2 separate regions of the Mus musculus genome follow, and region 1 is linked to region 2. The links are chromatin contacts, called in public HiChIP or PLAC-seq maps. All regions are on one chromosome and are shown on one strand. Each heading gives the region's core, a stretch centred on a gene start, on an enhancer-like site or on the middle of the called end of the contact. The rest is flanking DNA. Distances are from core to core; before and after follow the strand shown.

Evidence for each region. HiChIP or PLAC-seq counts read pairs in DNA pulled down with a chosen protein or histone mark.
Region 1: an H3K4me3 HiChIP or PLAC-seq map of embryonic stem cells shows a contact between it and region 2, with 33 read pairs. The contact joins the promoter of Macroh2a2 here to the promoter of Tysnd1 in region 2. A contact is called at or near these places in 2 of 39 promoter capture datasets (the 3T3-L1 cell line and hippocampal neurons), 1 of 15 datasets of contacts at CTCF or cohesin (the NIH/3T3 cell line), 11 of 484 Hi-C or Micro-C datasets (the HL-1 cell line, Sertoli cells, brown adipocytes and 6 more), 3 of 115 datasets of contacts at active chromatin or transcription factors (all in embryonic stem cells) and 2 of 9 other capture datasets (adipose tissue and pancreatic islet).

The regions. Positions count from the first base shown.
Region 1 is chr10:61,781,976-61,789,559 of GRCm38.p6, reverse strand. It overlaps Macroh2a2 (macroH2A.2 histone), which reads left to right and starts at 5,696. Exons shown (of 9, transcript NM_207000.2): 1 at 5,696-5,777. Gm2137 (basic proline-rich protein) reads right to left here and starts at 7,533. Exons shown (of 3, transcript XM_006514419.2): 1 at 7,501-7,533; 2 at 5,927-6,409; 3 at 4,738-5,458. The coding sequence starts at 7,533. The coding sequence ends at 5,288.
Region 2 is chr10:61,692,904-61,700,542 of GRCm38.p6, reverse strand. It overlaps Tysnd1 (trypsin domain containing 1), which reads right to left and starts at 5,029. Exons shown (of 4, transcript NM_027912.1): 1 at 3,801-5,029; 2 at 2,115-2,245; 3 at 915-1,100. The coding sequence starts at 4,972. It overlaps Sar1a (secretion associated Ras related GTPase 1A), which reads right to left. Exons shown (of 7, transcript NM_009120.3): 7 at 7,246-7,639.

The DNA.
Region 1 (7,584 bases), core at 4,447-6,946, 88 kb before region 2:
TGGCTGCTCCAGCCAGCCGGGCCAGAGGCCAACAGTGCCTGGTATGCAAACTGGCAGGCGACCACCTCCAAGCTCAGGGGCCACTTCCTTGGACTCACAGAAGCGTTTACACTGACTAAAGGGGGGGGGGCTTTCCCAACTACTGCTGGTGGATGGAGTGAGGAGCTACTGAGGAGCCAGACAGTGAATTTGTTGTAGGTGCACTGGAGATGAGGAGTAGAGTCCTAGTGGAGCTCTGTGGTGGTTTGACTATGCTTGGCCCAGGGAATGATACCATTAGGAGGTGTGGCCTTGTTGGAGTGGGTGTAGCCTCGTTGGAGTGGATGTGGCCTTGTTGGAGGAAGTATGTCACCATGGGGGTGAGCTTTGAGACCCTCCTCCTAGCTGCCTGGAAGACAGTCTTTTCCTGGCTACCTTTGGATCAAGATATAGAACTCTCAGCTCCTTCTCCATACACTTGCCTGGATACTGCCATGCTTCCTGCCTTGATGTTAATGGACTTAACCTCTGAGACTATAAGCCAAGCCCAATTAAATGTTTGCCTTGATAAGAGTTGCCTTGGTCATGGTGTCTGTTCACAGCAATAAAACCCAAACTAAGACAAGCTCAGACCCTGAGAGGGAGCACAGGCTCTGGGAGTGCCTATCTGAGTCACTACACAGGTTTTTTTCTGGCACAAGGGTGTCTTGACAATTGGGAGCCAAGCAATACCACAAAGTCACAGCAAGCAACAAACCTCACACAAGAGATCTATGGGGAAGAACAGAATGGCAGCTACCTCTGAACAGGAAAAGAGAAGGCAAAAGACTGAGCTGAGACGCAGGCTTTTACTGAATCTTCGGAGTATGCGCATGCGCAGTGGGCTGGTGGGAAAGCAGGGGGTGGCTGAAAGTATTGCTACACAGTTAACTCTGAAACATTGTTAAGTTGTTAAACTATGAGGGGCAGGCAGGGATCTCCAAGTCTAAGTGTTACAACTCATTAGGGGAAAGGTATCCTGGCAGCATGAGCCAAGGAATATCGCAAAGTCACACTGCACAACAAACCTCAAACAAAAGATTTATTGGGAGAATTAAAAAAAAAAAAAAAAAAAACCAGCAGAAAACAGCCTCTGCTCAGGTGAGAAGCAGCAGAGACCTGAGCTAAAGACAGGATTATATAGTGTTTCTTGGGGCAGAGAGACAGAGCTTTCCAAGGTGGCCTGGGATTGGAGGGATTATGTGGCCTGATTGCAGAAAAGACTCGGGGATTGGTGGGATTTTTTTTTTTTCTGTAGGGCAGGGACTGGCCATTCTCTGGTGGGGGGGTCGGAGATGGGGGGAGGGTGTTAGGAGGTTGCTGGGAATGGCCAATTTCAGGAAAGTCTGTGGGTGGGGCCTGGTCACTGGAGCGCCTAGGAGTTGGGAGCTGGCCACTCATGCCTCAAAGGGTCAGGCCTGGCCACCAGAGTAGTGTGGGAGTGAAACCTGGTGGTTGGAGGTCTCCAGGGGTGGGGTCTACAAGAGGCGTCTCTGTGCAAGGCAGGGAAAGCCACCCCTGCCCTTTGGATTGGCATGAACAGCCAACACCAAGCCTTGGAGCTTGGAGTCAAGCCAGGGGCAGGGGTTTTTCCCCTTGGCTCTCTACCCTATACATCCTATCACTAATGGCCTCCACTCAGAATCAATACATGGATTCATCACATTATACACACACAGGTCAAGGGTTAAGAAAATGTTCCCAATGAAAACTGTCAGCAACCCACCTCCTACCGCTAGGTTAACTGCCTGCTCTTGAGGATACAGTTTGGGAGCGGTCCAAGAAGCTGTCAATCAAATGATCCGAGTGCAAAACTCCCTTTGCTTGAAGTTACTCCCCCTGACCTCCAGTCAAGGTGGTAACTAAGTGTGAATCAGATGCTACCTCTCGCCTACTCTCTGCCTTAGATCGTGGAACACCCAGAAGGATCAAGTGAGTTAGCATAGGTGCGGTGCAGTGTTCAGTACAACTAGCATGGAACCCGTAAGTATGGGCTCTCATTATTATTTATGACTCCACATCTTCCTTGACAGGAGGCTCCCTGAGCTAGCGGGTCCTCTTGATTTAAATTTACAATCCCGTCAACAATTAATTGTCCTGTGGTTTTGTAGCACTGGGTTGGGGGGGGGGGGGCGCAAGGAAGTGAACCCAGGGCCTCTGGCAAGATAAGCAAACATTCTACCACTGGGGCTACATCCCTGTCTGTTGACTGTTTTAAATGTAACCTAGTTATACACTGTTGTGGGAAAGAACTTTCCTGGGGAGACACAACACATACACACACACACACACACACACACAGAGTGGGGCAGTAGGTTCATGTACTCATCCATCCCAGCAAAGGCACCCACCACAGATTAAAGTAACAATTACACCTAAATCAAACCGGGGAACCAATGAGCTTTCGTTTGGAGTCACTAACAGGGTAATGGGGTACTTACAGGACCTGACTCAAAAGCAGCTACATCACCAAAAAGTCCACCCAACACCAGCGAACCCTCACAAAGGCAGCAACCCTAGAGCTCTCTGCCCAACTAACTTGTAGGCAGCACAACAGGTCAGAGAAGTACCTCTGCAAGACCGTTGGGCTCTAACCTTGGAGTGAGGCCTTGCTCAATCTTGAAAGTGTCAACTTTCCCAGACATGTCGGGTTTGTTTACTCGTGAGTCTGCTGATGAGCCCCCTCCCCAGCATCCCCTGCTCGGCCTTTGAAAAGAATGTTTCCCTTGGCAGGAAACTGCTCTAAACAATAAGAGTAGATACCTCTCAGTGGTGGATTTCTGGTTCTGTGTTGAAAGCGCCTAATAACATGAGCAGTTGAACTCCATCTGCACATTGGAAGTTGTACATCTGTCCCCTATATTTCCTGAAATATTTGGAGCTGATAAAGACTGTATTGGCTGGCTATCTCCTCATGAAAGCTTTGCCTGTGGTTTGCTGGGTGGCCTCAGCTGGGCCATTGCATCTATTCATGTTTTGATTTATGAAGTTTTGATTCTGCTGCTAAACACAGTGCATTATGGAGTTGATGACCACACACACACACACACACACACACACACACACACACAGACTCTCACACTCCGAGTGACTGTATCATTTAGAGTTGGTCCCTAACTTTCCATTTCTCAGCTTTACTGTGGCCTGAGAGAAATACATTCAGTAGAAGTCATTCCTGGAGTTTTGAATCTCCATTTCTGTACCAGTGATGTGTGGCGGTGCACATCTTTGGGATGCTGGGAGGAGTGAGGAGCCATTACTCCCAACCAGCCAGGTGAGCCGGGCACGAAAGGTTACCACTATGCCACCGTGCAGTGTGCTCAGCCTTAAGGTCTTACTTGGCTTACACTGGGTTCACAGGGATGTAACCCCATCTTAAGTGGGGTTCTATATTTGCAGAAACTGCCAGAATGAAACAGGAGGTTCTTGAGTAGCCCTTCTCAGCTGCGTCCTTTCTCTGGATAGTACATAATCAAATACTAGTTGAGACAAGTTGCAGAGTAGCCACACACATCCAGCCGGTGACCCCTGAATTTGGGAACAGAAGGATCAAGAGTTCAAGGTCCTCCTCCCTGCCTATGTAGCAAGTACAAGGCTGGCCTGAGCTACATGAGACTATGTCAAAAGAAAGGAAAGAAGAGAAAAAGGAAGTTGGGCATGGTGACACAAGTTTTGATCCCAGTTGGGCAGAGGAAGGCAGATCTCTGTGGCTTTTGAGGCCACCCTGGTCTACATGTCAATCTCTAAGCCAGCCAGGGCTACATGGTCCTTGTCTCCAATATAAAGGGTAGAAAGGAAGAAGAAAGAATGAAATGAAATAAAAATTAATCACATTAAAATGGCTCTTTTTTTTTTTTTTTTTTTTTTTTTGAAACAGGGTCTCCAGACTGGCTTTGAATTCACTTGCCTCTACCTCCCAAGTGCTAGGATTAAAGGCATGTGCCACCATGCCTAGCCACATATATCACTTTTAATAGAAATTATAGAGAATGTGACTATTATGTGCCAATGAATAATTCACTACATTTCTGTGAAGTTGGCTGATTGGGGCCAGGGAGCAATGGTCAAGTTCTCCTACAAGGTGCTAGAACTATCCTGAATGCTGGCCTGAAGTTTTTTTTTTGTTTTTTGATTTTTTTTTTGTTTGTTTGTTTTTTACTTTTACTAAGAAAGATGGGCACTCCCTCTAGGAATGTGCAGAAATGCCACCAAGAGACATCTCAGGCGGCCATTTGAAATCCTTTAAACACACATCTCTGCAAAGAGGTGGGCTTCTGGCCTGGCAAAGACTTCCAAAACAATAGACAGGAGGGTCATCCCCAGAGAGCATCAAGGGCTTCTGCAGGAGCCTCAGGGCTGGCTGTCCTCTCTCTCATACTGTGGGGTCCCCATTATGGGAGATACGTTTACAGCAGAATGAACCATGCATGGTTTGCAGGGAGAGCAAAAGACATGGCTGGTTCTCAGCAAAACACTCAAGCTTAAAATACACATTCTCAATGGAAAGCACTGGTCTATAAATGCCAGCGGCCCGCCTGATAAAATGGCGAGGGTGGTTGAGTAGCTAACTTCTCTCCACCCAGGCAATCACAGGTCTTCGGTGACCCCCAAAGTCCCCCACTGTGTACATAGATACAAGTACAGTTAGTTTGTGGCAGCGAGCACACATACAAAAGGTCACGGGTTTGGGCAAAGTCCATTCGCTCAATGCTAAAGATCTCGGCTTCACATTTTTTATTTTTTATTTTTTATTTTTTTTTTGCAGAAATCAAAAGGTTTCCTCCCAGAGTCCTCTGATTCATGCAGGAAAAAATCTGAGGCACCATGGACCGTCCATTCAACTGAATGCTTACGGTGACTGGCCCTAGAGCCATGTGCCCTTGACAGGGTTCACAGTACAAAAGACAACGTGGTTTTTCATCAGGGACCAAACAACTACACGCGCCCAGTGTCACCTGATACTGTCCACTGCACCGCCATCACAATGAATTTTCCAGAAACTAATACAAAAAATTGCTTCTTTAGACACTCTCTTTGTGCTTAACCTCAATAACCGTCGGGAGATGGCAAATTAACGCAATCCAATTTTTAAATGATGCCGGGGCACATGGTCTTCATCCACCAGGAAGCACATCTGGATCTCCATCACTACTAGCGAATCACCAGAATAAATTCTCGGTTCCTTCGGCGCCGTGCGCGACACAGTAACGTGTTTGGTAATTTCAGATCAGGGCTGCATCCAACGTGGCTTGCTTTTTTTTTTTTTCGTTCACCTTCTCATCCCGTAATGGGCAGATGAACGCCCACACCTCTTTCGCCCAGCAAAGGTGGGTCGAGCTATCTGGAGCCTGTGGCTGGTGACCACAAGGCCTCCGTGCCGGGCTCTAGGGAAGCGGTGTCCTCGCAGCCGACAGCTCCGCGAACTGGCCCTGTGGTTCCACTGCAGAAGGACAATAGCTCATCAAGCCCCACGAAAGCCCCCGGACCCGTCGCGGAGCCTGGGCTGGCGGGGGATGAGGCTGAGCGACTCCTCCTAGAGGTGGTTATGTGGAGAAGGAGCAATCCCTTCTCCCTCCTCCTCCTCCCCCCGCTACTATCCGCGGCCCGGAGAACTGCCGCTTGCCGCCATTGACACGCACAGATACAACCCCAAGAAAGGCAGGGTCCTGCCCAGCACCGGCGGCACGCGGGCCGAACCTGCGGCCGGGATTGGCGCGCACTAGGCCACCGGGCGCCCGGAGCCCGCGGTGCAGCACCAGGTGAGCCCGCCATGCCCATGGCATCATTGTTTCGGGGGGCGCCGGGGGTCTGGAAACAAAACCCTCTTGTCCGGGCAGTGCAGGGGCCGAAGGGAGCCACGGCGCCTCCCCGCTGCAGCCCTGAGGGCGCACCCCGGTCACCGACCCACCTCTGCCACAGAAATTAATAAATCGATCTGCCCAACTTGCTTCCTCGGGAGATAAAAGGGGGGTTTGCCGAAGACGCCGCGCGATGCCCGCCGCTGGCGAGGGGCCGGGGCACCCTGGGCCAAGCAGGGAGGATGCCGAAATGCGGGGTCCCGCGGCCAGGCTGGCGGTGCCGGGAGCCCTGGATGCGGAGCTCGGGGAGCGGGGGAGGGAGGAGGGAGGCGCCCGGGCGCCGAGGGAACCGGGAGGGGGACGCTGGCTCGCAAGGGCCGAGGGCGCGCGACCAGGGCCTCCGGGGTGCCGAGCTGGGCGCGGGGCTGACAATGGAGGAGGACGCAGAGACGCCGGGGCGGCGCGGGCGCGGAGCCGGGATGCTGCGGGAGCCGCGGGCGGAGGAGGACTTGAGGCCGAGCACTCCCCTCGGGTTCCCTTTCCGGGGCGATCGGTGCTTCCACCGGCAAATGGCGGCCCCTGAGCGGCTCGCCCTACCGGTCCCAGCTGCTTAATTTGCGCGGGAAAATAACAAAAATAATAGTAACAATATCAAGAAGAGGGGGATCAAAGTCAAGTCAGGGAAAGGCGGCAGCCGCTGCCGCGGGTAGAAATCAGCCCTGCCTCCCCGGTTGCCAGAGCGCCATCCAGGTGCACCGCTTTCCAGCCCCGCTAGCCTAGGATGGCTCCCCAGAGTGGCTTTCCACGCCTTTCCTCATGGGGGCGCCCTTAGCTCCTGCCCTCTTTGTTCCTCTCAACAATGGCCAAAGGGGCATCGAACCCCACCCCCGCCACCAAACGCCAATTGAACCTCCTTCTTCACGAGTTCAGCATTACTGATGGTGCCTGGGCTTCAAATGAGCCACGGGTGGGCCTGATTTAGGCCTGGCCATTACTGCAGCGTTTGGGCCGTGGTTCTCTTGGGATGAGGAAAGTGGGAAAGGGGCCAGTGAAAAAAACCAAAGAGTGGACGCACTCATTGGGAACTGGGCTCAGGTTGCCCAGACTGGAGCAACTGAAGCAGTTCTCCAGGTGAGCTGGCTTCAGGGGAAATCACAGCAAGAAGCCATACACCCCAGGAGGCCCCAGGCGCGATCAATCCTATGGAGAACAGCAGCCCTGGTTCAGCGTCTGTTTATGTTGAAATAAAACTGTTCAGTGGGGGGTTGGGGGGGAGAGAAAACCTTATTCAGAGTAAAATGTCTTTGCTTTTAACGTCTCAAAACAAATTAAACTGTGCCTAGTCCCCAGCCCGCTCCTTCTGCCAGAGTGAAAGCGGTTCCTTTCACCACAGAGAGAACTCTCACAAGTAAATGCTCAGAACTCCAGGACCCGTAGACGGTGCCTTGGAGTTTTCAGAAATATTGAAATGCAGGAACTCAAATATTGGAATCCCGCTGTAGGAAATTGTATCTTAATAAAATAACTCATAGCAGCAAGATCTCTTTCCTTGCATCCAAATTCCCTCTTAAAATACTGTCTTCCTGTCCTCCAGTTTGTCCTACCCTCTCTGGATCCGCTCTTCTTAGCCTTTAGATATGATTCACAGTTTCTGCTATTTCAGAACTCCATGAAAAGAACTTACCTCTGGATCCAGAAAGATTCTGACCCTATCCATATTCCTCTGCCTTGACGACAGGGCTTGTGGGATGCCTATGGCCTGCTGTGC
Region 2 (7,639 bases), core at 3,780-6,279:
GATAAATCTAAAATCATCACTTTGTACTTACAGAAGTCTCACCTAAATGCTGGTGCTCCTGTGTATTAATATCTAATAACTGAAGCTACCATGCAGCTCCTCTCTACATGAATATCTATCTTCTGTCATCAAATAAAGGAAAATGTTACAATCAGGCTGGCCTTGAACTCACTGAGCTCCTCCCACCTCTGCCTCTCCAGTGCTGAGTTTAAAGGTGCGCACCACCACATCTGGCCTCCACTGGACATTTGTTTGTTTCTCTCTTCTGGTGTGTCTGAAGACAGCTACAGTGTACTCATATACATAAAATAAATAAATCTTAAAAAAAAAAAGAAGAACCCTGCATTCATCACCAAAGCTTACAAATTGGTGGTGTATGCCGTAATCCCAGTACTTGGGAGGCAGAAGCAAGAGAATTAGGAGTTCAAAGCCAGCCCAGGCTACACGAGACCCTGTCTCAAAGTAAAACAAAGACTGGACAACCACCCACACGGTAAAAAGGCTCCTCTCTTCTTCGTAATGACGGCTGCAGCGTGGCACTGACCCCTGCTCTGCCCCACACTGCCCAGTTTTATGCTCTCACTCACTGCTTCACAAGGCCAGCTCCGTAGATTTTTGAGTTTGTGACCCTCAGACTAACCCAGGCCTAAATTTCGTTATCTAAATGAGATTCAGTGAAGGTCATAGTAGTGGCCAGAACCAGGAGAGGGCCACCGGCCTAGCTCTTTCCCCCTCCCAGCTCAGCATCCTTCTCTCGCTCCAGAGGCAGATTAGCTGAAAACTTCGGCTAACTAAAGGAAGGCACAAGGTCCACCATTATCCCAGAAGCACCCCCCCCCCCCGCCCCAAGATGGATGGCAGGCTGGCTATCACTGGCAGGATCAAGGCAATTGGGGGTGAAAGGAGCTAGTTACCCAGGAGGTCCCCGGAGCCCGAGGAGAAGAGAGGTCCTCCGCTGGAGCCGCCATGCACAGCGCACGTGGTCTGTAGCATCACCGGGCTGCCATCCACACGCACCACGGCCGACAGGATGCCTGAGGTCACCGAGGGCCCGCAGGCCTGGCCAAAGACACCAAAGCCCACCACGCTGACAGGCTCGCCTGCCAGAGAGGGGAGAAAAGAAGCTGCGTGCATCCTCTATGCCCACTCACGTCCTCTCCTCTGGATCCTGCTCATCCCCTTCCAAGACCCTAGGCATCCTCCCTCGGATCCCTGCAGGGAGATTAAGAATTCATCCTGTTCCCAGTTGCATGTATCCAACCAGTGCTCTGGGGCATCAGCATCGGGCAGGCCCTCAGCCCTCACTCCTTTACTGAGTGGGGTAGTCACTTTTCAGGCTGTGGTCACCTAGCTCATGCCTGTAGTCACTATCCATCTCTCTGGGACCAAATCTCTTGGTGAAGACATGGTGATGTGGCCACACCCAGCGCTGGCTCCATTCTCCAAGTGCTGAGAAGGAACACGGCACATCTCACCCAGTCCTCACTGCACCCGAAGGCGCACCAGCCCCATTTGACAAAAGGGCAAACTGAGATGGTGTGTGTATGTGTGTGTTAAGAATGTACGGCAGAGGACAGATGCTAATCTAGAGGACCTCTCTCTCTTTTGTCACCATATGAAATAGAATCTTTGGGGCTGGAGACTGCTGGGGCAGTCAGTGGTGTGCTTGCCTAGCGTGCACAAACCCTGGGTATCCCATGAAATGAGTGTGATAGCACATGTGTGACCCCAGAAGAAGAGGCAGGAGAATCAGAAGTTTATGGTTAGCCTTGGCCGTCTGGGGTGTTTACCGCCCACTTGGGCTATTTATGATGATGCTGTCTCAAAACATAAAAAAATCTAAGACATGCCACCCAAATTATGGCACTGGAGTTCCCAAGGCCCAGGACCCCATATCACCCTGCTTCAGGCCCTCAATAAGGTATCCACTTGGCTCAGCACTTGAGGTGTCAACGTCTGATATACAGGGAAGTCTAAGAAGCCCCAAACCCTACCTAAGCTCCCAACTCTCTTGCTTGGCAGGCTTTGCCCATTTCTGCCTGCTGGCTATCAGGTCTCTCTCTCACACACACACACACACACACCACCATCACTTCAGTCCCTTTGTCCTCTACCTTCATGGAAGTGCCCAGCAGGGACAGGCGTGGGAACACCATTCAGCTCCTCTTCCAGGCTCACCACTGCTATGTCATATGGAGAGGTCTCCTGAGTGGCAAACACCACTTGTCCCCAGATTGCCACATTCCTGGGGACACAGGAAACAATTGACAAGCTAGCCTTCTGTTGTCTTAGCACTGGGAAGAGAGCAATACGAGAGACAAGTCTTGGAATGGGCTGGCTATGGTGGCTCATATCTTTGATCCTAACACTTGGGAGGCAGAGGCAGGCAGACCTCTGTGAGCTCTGGGCATATTGAGAGTGTCTTATTTTGAGAGGGAGGGAGGGAGGGAGGGAGAAAGGGAGAGAGAGGGAGAGAGAATGAATGAGTGTGCTATGGACTGAAGTCAGAATACAGGTACAGGTATCAACCTTGAAATCTACACTTAACCAGATGTGCTTTCCCAACACATCACACATCTATACAAAGCTGTGTATGCCTGACCATAACCAGGTGAGTGCTGTGACCAGGCCTTGCTGATGCTTGGACAGTCTCAATTCTTCCCCTTAAACTACAACCAAGGCCCTGGGAGTATCCCCTTTAGATGGTGCAGCTGAGGCTCAGAGAGGCCAAGCAACCTTCCTAAAGGTCACAGAGCAAACAGTGAGGAGCCAGGCCAAGCCTAACACAACTCTGGACTCCTGGGCAGGCACGAGGGGAAGAGGCTTCTTTTTGGAGACAGGGTCCCTCTCCATAGCCCTAGCTGTCCAGGAACTCACTATGTGGACCAGACACGGGGGCACCCGACTACCTACTCTGCAGGGGAGCTGCCTCCAGAAAAACCTAGTGATGTCCTTAAGATCAGCCATCGAAGGGAGAGGGAGAAGTTGGGGGCACACCATAGGCAATCCTCCTTGTCTCTAGGAAACTATAGATGTTCAGTTGCCTGCCCATGGGGGCCCTGGCAGAGCTGAGCTTCACTGGCATACAGGGCTAACCTCAGAAGTTCAGAAAGGCCTGGGCTGACAGGCAAGGGACAAGCTTAAATAAAGCCAAGGTCCTAAGTTAAGTATCTGGGGCTACAGAGGACACAGAACCATAGACAACCATGCCAGAAAGCCAGGGCCACTGGCCTACTGCCAGGGCAAAAAAAGGAGAGCAAAGGTGTCTCTCCACAGAGGAAGTAAGTTGACTGTCTAAAGTTCCTTTCCTACCTACACTCTGGGGTCACTCACATCCATCCGCATGGGTCCAAGCCCTATGCTCTCATTAGGACAACCTTGCTTCATCTTCAGGTGGCAAGGCAGTCCTGGTGAGGCTCTAAGGGAGCCCTCACTAGGTATGCCACATCAATCATTACCTCAGGGCTTTCGTTTATCACTTACAGGGTTGAAGTTCTTAGGGTCAGCCTTCTATGGTCAAAGGGCTTTCACAGGGCCTAAACTGCAAAGCCAAGAGACAGAAAAGCTGCCCAAAGAGTTTCATGCTAGCTAAAGGGCTCAAAGTCACCCAGTCCTACCTGCTGCTGCCCATAGTCCCACGGGTCCCCGCGCTAAGAGTCGCTTGTGCCTGGCAGTTTGCTCAAGCTTCGCTGGGCCCTATCAAGAGGCCCAGATCCCCTCACTGGAGTCCTGGTTGTCAAATATGAACTGAGGTCTCTAACACTGGGGGCCTGGTGAGGGCGGGCAGTCCTGAGTCTTACTTGGGTGTAGCGGAGTGTACCAACACCCTGGCTGCTTCCCGGGGTGCCACATGGCGACAGGTGACCACCAGGCGAGGCGCCACGACCACTCCGGAGCCCCACACGGTACCACACTCCACCAGCACCGCCGCGGCCGCCCACGGGGGTCCGAGATCGCGCAGAGGCAGGCCCCGTGGCGTGCTCACATCGGGTGGCGGCAGCAGCACAGACAGGGAAGCGGAGCCGGGGTGCAGACGGGCGAGCGCCCAGCGGGCAACCTGAAGCAGCGGGGCGGCGGCGCACAGCAGCGTGAGGCCCACCCACTCGCGGGCCTTCCAGCAGAGCGGCGCGGCCACCAGAGCCACCAGCGCACCCGCAGGTCGAGCGGCGAACACTCCGCCGCCTTCCGTGCCCGGCAGGCAGCGCGCGTCGGTGAGCAGCAGCGGCCCGGCCGCGTTGCTGAGCACGCCGCGGCTCAGCGTGTTGAGGAAGATGTCCGGGCAGAAGGCACCGAACGGAGAGCCACAAGCCAACAGCGGTGCGCCCTTGACCACGGCCCCGAGCGGTGCCACGGTCACCACCGGTCCGCGCCTCTCCTCCGCCGCCGCGCCCCGCTGCACCCGCAGCAGGGCGAACCAGCCGAGCGCGCGCAGCTGGTCCTCCTCTTCCTCCTCCGAAACCGCATCGTCGGGCGCCGAGCTTACGAAGTGCCATTGATCGACCGCATCGGCCCCGAAGAGCCGAGCGAAATGCGAGCGGAAGGCCGGGCAGCTGAGCAGCAACAGCAGCTGCGCTGGTCGCGGGGGCTGCAGAGGCCGCGCGCGGGCCCGGCTCGGGGCGCCGGGTTCGAGGCCCAGGCTTGCGCACTGAGGCGTGCACAGCCCCGGGAGTTCCTGATCCGCGCGACCGGCAGGGCTGGCAGCCGTGGGTCCCCACTGCACGTGGAGACGTAGGTCATCGCTGCAACTGTCGCCCGGCAGGAAGGCGGTGCCCGTCTGGGTCAGCGCCGCGCTGCCCGTCCGCAGGAAGGGGGTAAAGATGCCTCCGTGGCACAGCACTAGGCCTGGGTTACGGCTCAGAATCACCCCGCTGCAGCTCCACGAGCCCGCGTCAGGCTGTCCGGCCCGCGAGGCGCTCACCACGCAGCCCGCCTGCTCCGCCACTCTCATAGAGGGTCCCCATTGCCGCCCCATGGCTTCCCCAAGACGTCGCACAACGGCTGTCACCACAGGGCGACTGGCGCAAACTCTGACTCAGGCCTCCTTGCCGAGCCCGATTGGCTAAACCTCAAGCGACCGCTCTTATTGGTTGGGCACAGCGCCGAGTCCTGATTGGCTATTGATGCTACTCCTCGTTTGCTAATCCTCCTTTCCCCGCCCTCTTAATTTAGCCAGCCTAGGAATCCTTGGGTTTGGGGTGGCGGGGTGGAGGGGCGGGGGAAGAGGTGAAAAGAAACCTCCTGAGACACAGACGTGAAGCGTCACAGGGAAACCGACAAGGGCGACACTCCCCAGTCGAATCTCGTACTTGACCGGCATCTAACTGTACCCTACAGCCACTGCACGGATGTAAGCAACCTCCGTCTCTTGACAGTGGAACAATATGGGCCAAGGGAACCCTTGGTTGATTCAGTACGTACATTCATACATACATGTGTTTATTCTGGATTTTCGAGATAGGGTTTCTCTGCTTGGTGCAGGAACTCGAGCTGCAGACTAGGATGGCCTCGAACTCGGGATCTACCAGTTTCTACCTCCCAAGCCACCAAACCCCGATCTACTTAAAAAATTTTGTAAATCCTACAACAATCCACTAGGGGGCATGCGACTCACAAAATTGCTCCTAGGACAGTTACTAAAATTCCTAAATACATAAATTGTTTTGAAAGTGGCACAGGGTGCCACTTTTTGGCCCACACTGGCATCGAACTTCGGCAGTTCTTCTGCCTACATCCTCCCTAGAGTCCAGGGATTACAGTTTTACTTTACCCATGGGTTATTTAACCATGTATTATACAACCTTTCACACGACATGTCTAACCACCACTCCGGATTTATGTTAGGTCAGGGCAAATACTTTGAAAGTACAGACTGAACTAGTTCAGGTTTTGTGGGCTATAAAATCATCACTTCCAAATATTCAGCATATAACCCAGTCTCGTAATTCGAATTTCATAACAGCTCATCTCCTCCACCATTTACAAGTGTAAAAATCAAGACTGGAGAGGAGGGCTCAGCACTTAAGAGCTCTAAGCACTTACAGCTCTAAGCATGGACCTTAGTTTGGTTCCCAGCACCCACATGGTACCTTACAGTTGCTTGTAATTATAATTCCAGGATATTCAATACTCTCGTCTGGCATCTGCTGTCCCCTGAACTCATGACTCAGGCAGGCAAACACGTACACATAAAATATAGTATTAAAAAGTTCCTCACTTTCCAAGGACAGGTGGGCATGAACAGGTATGTTTGGAGAGACTTCATGAATCTCTCTAAAGTATATTAATGGTTTTTGGTTTGGTTTGGCTTGGTTTTTCGAGACAGGGTTTCTCTGTGTAGCCCTGGCAGTCCTGGAAATCACTCTAGACCAGGCTGGCTCAGAAATCGGCCTGCCTCTGCCTCTAGAGTGCTGGGATTAGAGGATGTATTAATGTTCAGTGAGACTTCTGGGAATGGAGTTAACACTGCTGCTGCTTTCCCAGCCTCACACCTAATGCTTCCAGTGCTCCTGTGTCACAAACCTACCTAATAAGGGCAAACAGCGGTTGAGGCAGACAGAACTGGAATGAAGCGCATTCTCAGAGCAGGCAGTCCTGGGTTTGCAGACACAGATGACAAGATCTACTTTCCCCAACTTCCTAGCAATTAAGACTCTCTAGAATCCATTAATTCCCCCTTGATGCCCTTCAAGTCTCCAGCGCCCTCTGTTCCTGATTAAGGTGGTTTAGGGCTGATCACAGTACAGACGGCCCAAGTCAGCCAGCAGCACCTTGTGTTAAGGCCCTCAGAACTCTGACTCTCAGGTCTCTCTCTGTCCCTGGCAAATATACCCTTTGCCCACAGAACCAGTCTCCTTCCCCTGTAAAGGTGATCTCAGGACACATCCAGCATGTTTTGTTTCGGATTTTGTTCTGTCTTCTGGTGCTTTCTATAAGCAACTGTAATGTAAATGTGGAATCAGACTTCTGTTTCGCCAAGTGTGGCTCTGAACGTGTAGCTAGTACGTGCAAGCACAGTCCTTAGCACTGTTGCAAAGATGACCAACAACCTTGGGCCACTTCATGATCAAACAGTACTGCATTTGCTACTAGTGCTCAGCCTTTTTTACTTGGTCTTTTATCCTGGTAGCAATTCAAGACTCACATTCTCTTTAAATGTCCTTCCCTATAAGTAAGAATTCTTGTTTTCCTTCCCAACAACGCATGCTTACTCAGAATAAATCAATTTTAAAAAAGGAGAGAGGCAAGTTCATTTTAGCTTTTTATTAAAATGCTTAGGATACAGACTGACCTTTTGTAAATGACAGTTTTACTTTTGCTGAAACAGGACACATGTGCACTCTGATAAACAGAATGAAGAGTCTCAGTTCATTGGAGCCCCTGGCCATGGCCCTGGCAGAGTTGCACTTGCTGCAGCAACCTCTTTTGGCCACCTTACTTAAGACGGTGTTCTGTGCAGCATGAAGCAGACTGGTGCCACTGTTCAGCCATCTTTCTCCGGTGGCCAGAATAAACCACTTTCACAAAGAGCCACCCTGGGCAGAGTCCAGTCTTCTAGGTTGCTACCGAGCAATTAGGGACAAACGAGAAAGACAGATGAAGAACCCAACGCTGAGGCCCTCACACCTGTCATGTGCCTGGA